2 separate regions of the Mus musculus genome follow, and region 2 is linked to region 1. A link is a contact called in public HiChIP or PLAC-seq data. All regions are on one chromosome and are shown on one strand. Each heading gives the region's core, a stretch centred on a gene start, on an enhancer-like site or on the middle of the called end of the contact. The rest is flanking DNA. Distances are from core to core; before and after follow the strand shown. Region 1 has its middle 24 kb from the start of Cyp11a1. Region 2 overlaps Pml (promyelocytic leukemia).

The links. HiChIP or PLAC-seq counts read pairs in DNA pulled down with a chosen protein or histone mark.
Region 2: a CTCF HiChIP or PLAC-seq map of CD8 T cells shows a contact between it and region 1, with 5 read pairs. The contact joins two enhancer-like sites. A contact is called at or near these places in 2 of 15 datasets of contacts at CTCF or cohesin (CD8 T cells and embryonic stem cells), 2 of 484 Hi-C or Micro-C datasets (the G1E-ER4 cell line and embryonic stem cells) and 2 of 115 datasets of contacts at active chromatin or transcription factors (extraembryonic endoderm stem cells and stem cell-derived neural progenitor cells).

Annotation. Positions count from the first base shown.
Region 1 is chr9:57,989,281-57,991,984 of GRCm38.p6, reverse strand. No RefSeq gene overlaps it. Among named protein-coding and RNA genes, the nearest start is that of Cyp11a1, 24 kb to the left of the region's middle. Within about 2 kb of position 1,359, at least 36 of the 459 cell types and tissues checked have an H3K27ac peak or open chromatin away from gene starts, as enhancers often do. A contact at or near this core is called in CD8 T cells, where this site is marked.
Region 2 is chr9:58,225,085-58,227,788 of GRCm38.p6, reverse strand. All of the region lies in intron 7 of Pml (promyelocytic leukemia), which reads left to right. Among named protein-coding and RNA genes, the nearest start is that of Mir6385, 5.3 kb to the right of the region's middle. Within about 2 kb of position 1,343, at least 33 of the 459 cell types and tissues checked have an H3K27ac peak or open chromatin away from gene starts, as enhancers often do. A contact at or near this core is called in CD8 T cells, where this site is marked.

The DNA.
Region 1 (2,704 bases), core at 110-2,609:
CCTCTCTGTGCTTTTTGTCTTAATTGGAGTACCTATCACCTGGGTTGCCTTAAGAAATTCCAAGTGGCTGATGGGGACTGGAGGAGGGGACAAAATGAAGTAGAAAGAGAGCCAGGTGCCTAAGACTATTAGTACTCACTGGGGCCTAAGATCGTCACCTGAGAAGCTGGGCAGTGGTGGCACACACCTTTAATCCCAGTACTTGGGAGGCAGAGGCAGGCAGATTTTTGAGTTCGAGGCCAGCCTGGTCTACAGAGTGAGTTCCAGGGCAGCCAGGGCTACACTGAGAAACCCTGTCTCAAACAAACAAACAAAAGATTGTCACCTGAGACAAGTGGTGAGCCTTTAGGGTAAAGGTCACTTGTGCCCCTTAGACAGTCCCAGGAGAAATTTACAGAGACAGCCCAATCTGCCTTGGGGTACTGGAGGTCTGGCCTACATGGACAGTGGAACCATTAAGTAGAAAAGCCATGCCAGGCAGGATCTTCTCTCCTCGCCAGACCCCGGGCCCTCTCACCACCCAGGACCAGGGTGCCATCTGACTTTCAACCTGTGCCAGAAAGTCCGGAGCAGGATCTAGAGAAGAGCTTGCACTGGTTAGTTTTGTTTTGCTTTGGTCAACCGGACACAAGCTGGAACCCTGGAATGGGGGAGCATCAGATGAGGGGTTGCCTCCATCAGATCATCAGATGAAGGGTTGCCTCCATCAGATTGGCCTGTGGGAAAGTCTGTGGAGCATTTTTTTTTCCATTTAATGATCGATGTAGGAGAACCCAGCCCATTGTGAGTAGGGCCAGCCCTGGGCAGGTGGTGCCTGGAGACATAAAACAGCCACCTGAGCAAGGCAGAGGGAGCAAGCCAGTAAGCAGCGCTCTGTCACGGTTCCTGCCACTGCTCCTGCTTGGGTTCCTGCCCTGACTTCTCCCTCACTGATATGGACGAGTAAGCCAAATAAACCCTTTCCTCCCCAGCTTACTTCTGGTCCCCGTGTTTCGTCACAGCAACAGAAAGTGAACCGGGGCAGGAGTCAGGCTGGCCTCTGAGGCAGCTTCCAGAACTGCACTCTGCTCTCCTCTGACCCACTCCTCTGAACCACATCCTGCACCTGCAGAGCTCTTTTCATAGTACATCATCAATCAGTCTAATCACCAAGCAAGCTCTAAACATTGAGTGTTATTATCCCATTTTATGGAGGGCAAGCTAAGCCAGCCATGGTCCTTCCTGATCCCTTCTGCAGCCTCCACAGGGCCTTCATGGGAGCCTGAGTCTCCTCCCTTGAAGGGACCAGCAGCTGGCCCTAGGCAGACCCAGCAGGTTATAACAGATCATCTCGACCGGGATCTCTCTAAGTGGCCAGTAGGGGGCGCTGCTGCCCCCCCAGAAAGGCCACACTCAAGTTCCGGCCATCTGCCTAAGGTCCCAGGACATAATAAGGCAGGGGTAACATAAGGGGTTCAGCCTTTCTAACCTGAGCACAGAAGAAAGACAAAGCCCTCAGTCTCTTCTTGTGTGGTGTGTCCACCAGCTGAGAGAACATTCTAGACGTGTACCCAACTCTGCTCTCAGGAGATGGTAAAGACTGAGGAAGGGAATGCGTCCAGGCCATACCCACATAGAAAGTCAACTTGCAGTGGAAGCTCAGTGTGAGTAGGAACCCCCAGAGACTGCGAGCTAAAGGTACCCATGCAGTCACGTTGGGGTAGAGAGTGATGGTCCAATTGCTGTGGGGAGAGAGGTGTGCCTCAGCCCCCAGGACAGGAAATGGGATGAAGGTGAGAAGGGCCAGTCAGGAGAACTCCAGCAATAGAGATGACCCTCTTGGGCCCTGAGAAGAGACCCTTGAGTGGGTCAGAGCAGCAGGTTAGGCAAGACAGAGAGTTGGAAGATTAGAGACCAAAAGGATCCCATAGTCTAGGGTTCTACCTCATCCACTTGGCAGAGTCCTTAGTCCCCTATCTGACAGGATGGACCAGCAGACCTCTGATGAATCCCTTTTCTACTCCAGCCTTATCATGGCCTGGGACCTGAGGCAGGTGACTAGAACCTGGCTGTGGCCACTCCTGGGGCAGAACCTCTTGCTATTAGCCACCTACAGAGGCCCCAGTGTGAGCCAGAAGTGATCTGTCATACCCTATCTGGTCAGCCCAGGACCAGCTACTAGACCCCTTCATGGGAGAAGGCTGCAGAGGGGACTAGGAAGGACCCTGGCTGGCTCAGCTTGCCCTCTGAGGGCCCCTTCACCATTGCCTCCCTAGTTGCCACTGAAGCTGCCACAGCCAGGTAATTTTATTGAAGCCCCATCGAAGCCAGCAGCCTCCCCCTACAGTTCTCCACTGCCCAGAGGGGCCAGGGCTGGGGAGTCACAATAGACACCGGGGGATAGGACCATACTAGGGAAAGGGCGGTGCTTGCTTGACCTGCACTAGGTGGAGAGATGGATGACTCGAACCTTGATGACCATTTCCTCAGGAGCAGCAGAAACCAGACAAGGGGTAGGTGTGCCATCTCGTGACTCAGCAGCGATGAGTGTGAACCTCCTACCACCTCATACTGATCTTGAAACTTAATCCCTGTCCCTTTGCTCTCAATTTCACAGCTAAATACCTCACCCTCCACATCATCTACACCCTCACCCTGCTTCAACACTATGCTCCTTGGCTTGACTCACAGGAAGAGCTACAAATGGGAAGTTGCCTTCTTTCGG
Region 2 (2,704 bases), core at 94-2,593, 240 kb before region 1:
AAAGCAAGGAGAGCCACCTTCCTTCATCACCCTTGGTAGCCTGTCCTCCAGGGGTACTGTACCTCGACATAGGGCTCCTCCTATTGCTCAGGCCACCACTCTGGCCACCACAGGGCTTCCCAGGCATCTGCTGATGCGCACACACAGAGAGAGGGCCATCACCACACTCTGCTGCATGCCCAGAACCTTCCAGTCCCTTGGACACTCCCTCCAGGGCTCCCTCAGGTTTCACCAGTGGCTTCTCCATGGCTTTTCAGCCAAATGCTTCTTCCATGGGTGGTGCTCAGGAATTAGGTCCCCCACCCCAGAGATTCTAACAGAGCCCCACGGGGGAATTTCCAAGTTCAAGGCCCTCCTTGAAGTCTTTGAAATTTCATTAGCACCACCAAGAAGCCACATCTCTACCAGTCCAGGCCTGGGTCCTCTATCAGACCGGCCTCTGAGAACCTGACTTCTTTCCTCTTCCGTGGCTGCTTGCCACCCCATCTCACTCTGCAGTCTTATGGCCAGATATCCCTGCCTATGAATGCAGAGATTCTGTCCATCCCAAAGCCTGACAGGTATGACTGCTCAATAAATACTATTTTTTTTTTTTTTTTTGAGACGGTTTCTCTGTATAGCCTGGCTGTCCTGGAACTCACTTTGTAGACCAGGCTGGCCTCAAACTCAGAAATCTGCCTGCTTCTGCCTCCCGAGTGCTGGGATTAAAGGCATGCACCACCACGCCCGGCTTTTTTTTTGTTTGTTTGTTTCAATAAATACTTCCACATAATCTCTGTTGTGAACCCTTTTCCCCATGGCCATCAGATCCTGTGCAGGATCTTCCCTGTGGTGCCGTTTAGCTTTCTTCCCGCCACACTGTGAACATCCAAAGTGGAAAGCAGGGCAAGGCCTCTACTATAATATATTCCATCACTGGTGGCTTTGAGGTCCAGCTCTTAGAGTGCAACCCTATCTCCCCAGTTTGTCTCAGACATCTCCCCGCCTCCCCTCTCATGGAGGAAAGATAGGACCATCTGCCCCACCCCACCCCTAGATTTCTTCTTCCCCTTCATGTCTTGCTTTCTTTCTGGTTGATTTCAACACCCACCATCTGACCTCCACTCCTTGACAACTCAAGGATCTTCAGCCTGTCAGTCACTTCAGCTGGCAACCATCAGCATGGCCACACTTCGTGCTTTGACACCATCTCAAAATGGACTGACTGCTCTGACTCAGACCACAGCCTCAAATCTGTCACCTCCTACCAGCTCTCCCTTTTTCAATCATTATCTCATGGAGCTCTGCTGGCAGAAACAACCACAGGAAGATTCCCCGGGGCCCCATTGACTCTCTGCTGCCCCCTGGAGACATGTTAGAGAAAAGCCACAAAGGAAGGCAAAGAACTAAGGACTTCTGGTCATGCCCTCCCGTTCTCATTTGGCTCCTCAGGGACACTTCTCTGAGCTTCATCCTGACCCTGACCCTAGCCTGTTGACTATACCTTCTGCTCCTGGTAAGAAACTGAAGCCCTTTTGGCGGTGTGGGAATTGTCAGCATCTGCTACCTAATTACAGATTTGTCTGCTGTTGGCACTTCCCTTCATCTGCCACTTCTGCCTGGTTGGAGGGGAAGTCTGTCTTCCTCTAAGACCCACACCTGAGTCCTGCTCCCCTGCTCCCCTGCCCCCACCCTGTGAGGAGGCTCACTCTATCTCCTGCTCCCCCGCCCTTGTGTCTTCTGATTCATCTACTTCCTTCTTGCCAGTCACTGCCCGCTCCCTGCTTCCCCCTTGGCCTAGGCTTCTCATCCTACTTTCTGCATCTCCACACCATGCCTACACCCTCTACCCATTTGTTGGCACGAGGGAAGCTCCAGGCCTCTCAGCACCGTGGTCCTAGATAGTCCCTAGCATTCCTGACTGGGTCAGCCTCTCCCAGAAGTCCATCTCTCTTTGCATTTCTGGGTGCTTCGTTCCAGGTCTCTTTGCTCTTGTAAAGGTTGTTTTTCTGGCTTTGATTCTGGCTTCCTTTCCCCTGTACTGGGTACAGTCTCTGGGTTAGGGCAGCCTGCTCTGACTAGTTGTTGCTCCTGCCTGCTAGACCAGAATGCCAGGGTGTACTGGCAGCTTTGCCTAAAGCCTTGTGTGTGTACTGTGCACATTCTCTCTGTCCCTCCCCCTGGATTACCACTCTACCCTCTGCAGAGGTGCATTGCTGAGGGCAGGGCACCTCTTGTAACTGTTTCTCACCTGTAGCCAAAATTTGGTCCTTGCCTTTCCGTTGTTGCCTATATTCTTCTGTTAGCTGGACATTACTTTCTATCTCATCATCTTTGATAACGTTCAAGCTACTGGCCCCGGGATGGAACTGGAAACCTAGGAAGGAACAGTGGAGAAAAGTATTCCAGAGGTTTCCCTGGGCATTGTATATGGTTGAGCTCAGGAGATGTCACAAGCACTATAGCAGGTGGGGAGAGGACAGTGAGATCCAACCATCCGTGGGTTATCAGGATCACCAAGGGAGGAGGGAGATACACAATTCAGGTTAGGAAGAGGTGATCATTGCTCACTGTGCAGAGCAAGCCTGGGGGTAGAAGAGTCCATTGCTTTTATGTGTATATATGTATATATATATATATGTGTGTGTGTGTGTGTGTGTGTATTTACAAATACAAATTTGCACTTTGCAGTTTGGAGGGACAGATAGTGCTTCAGGGTACCCAT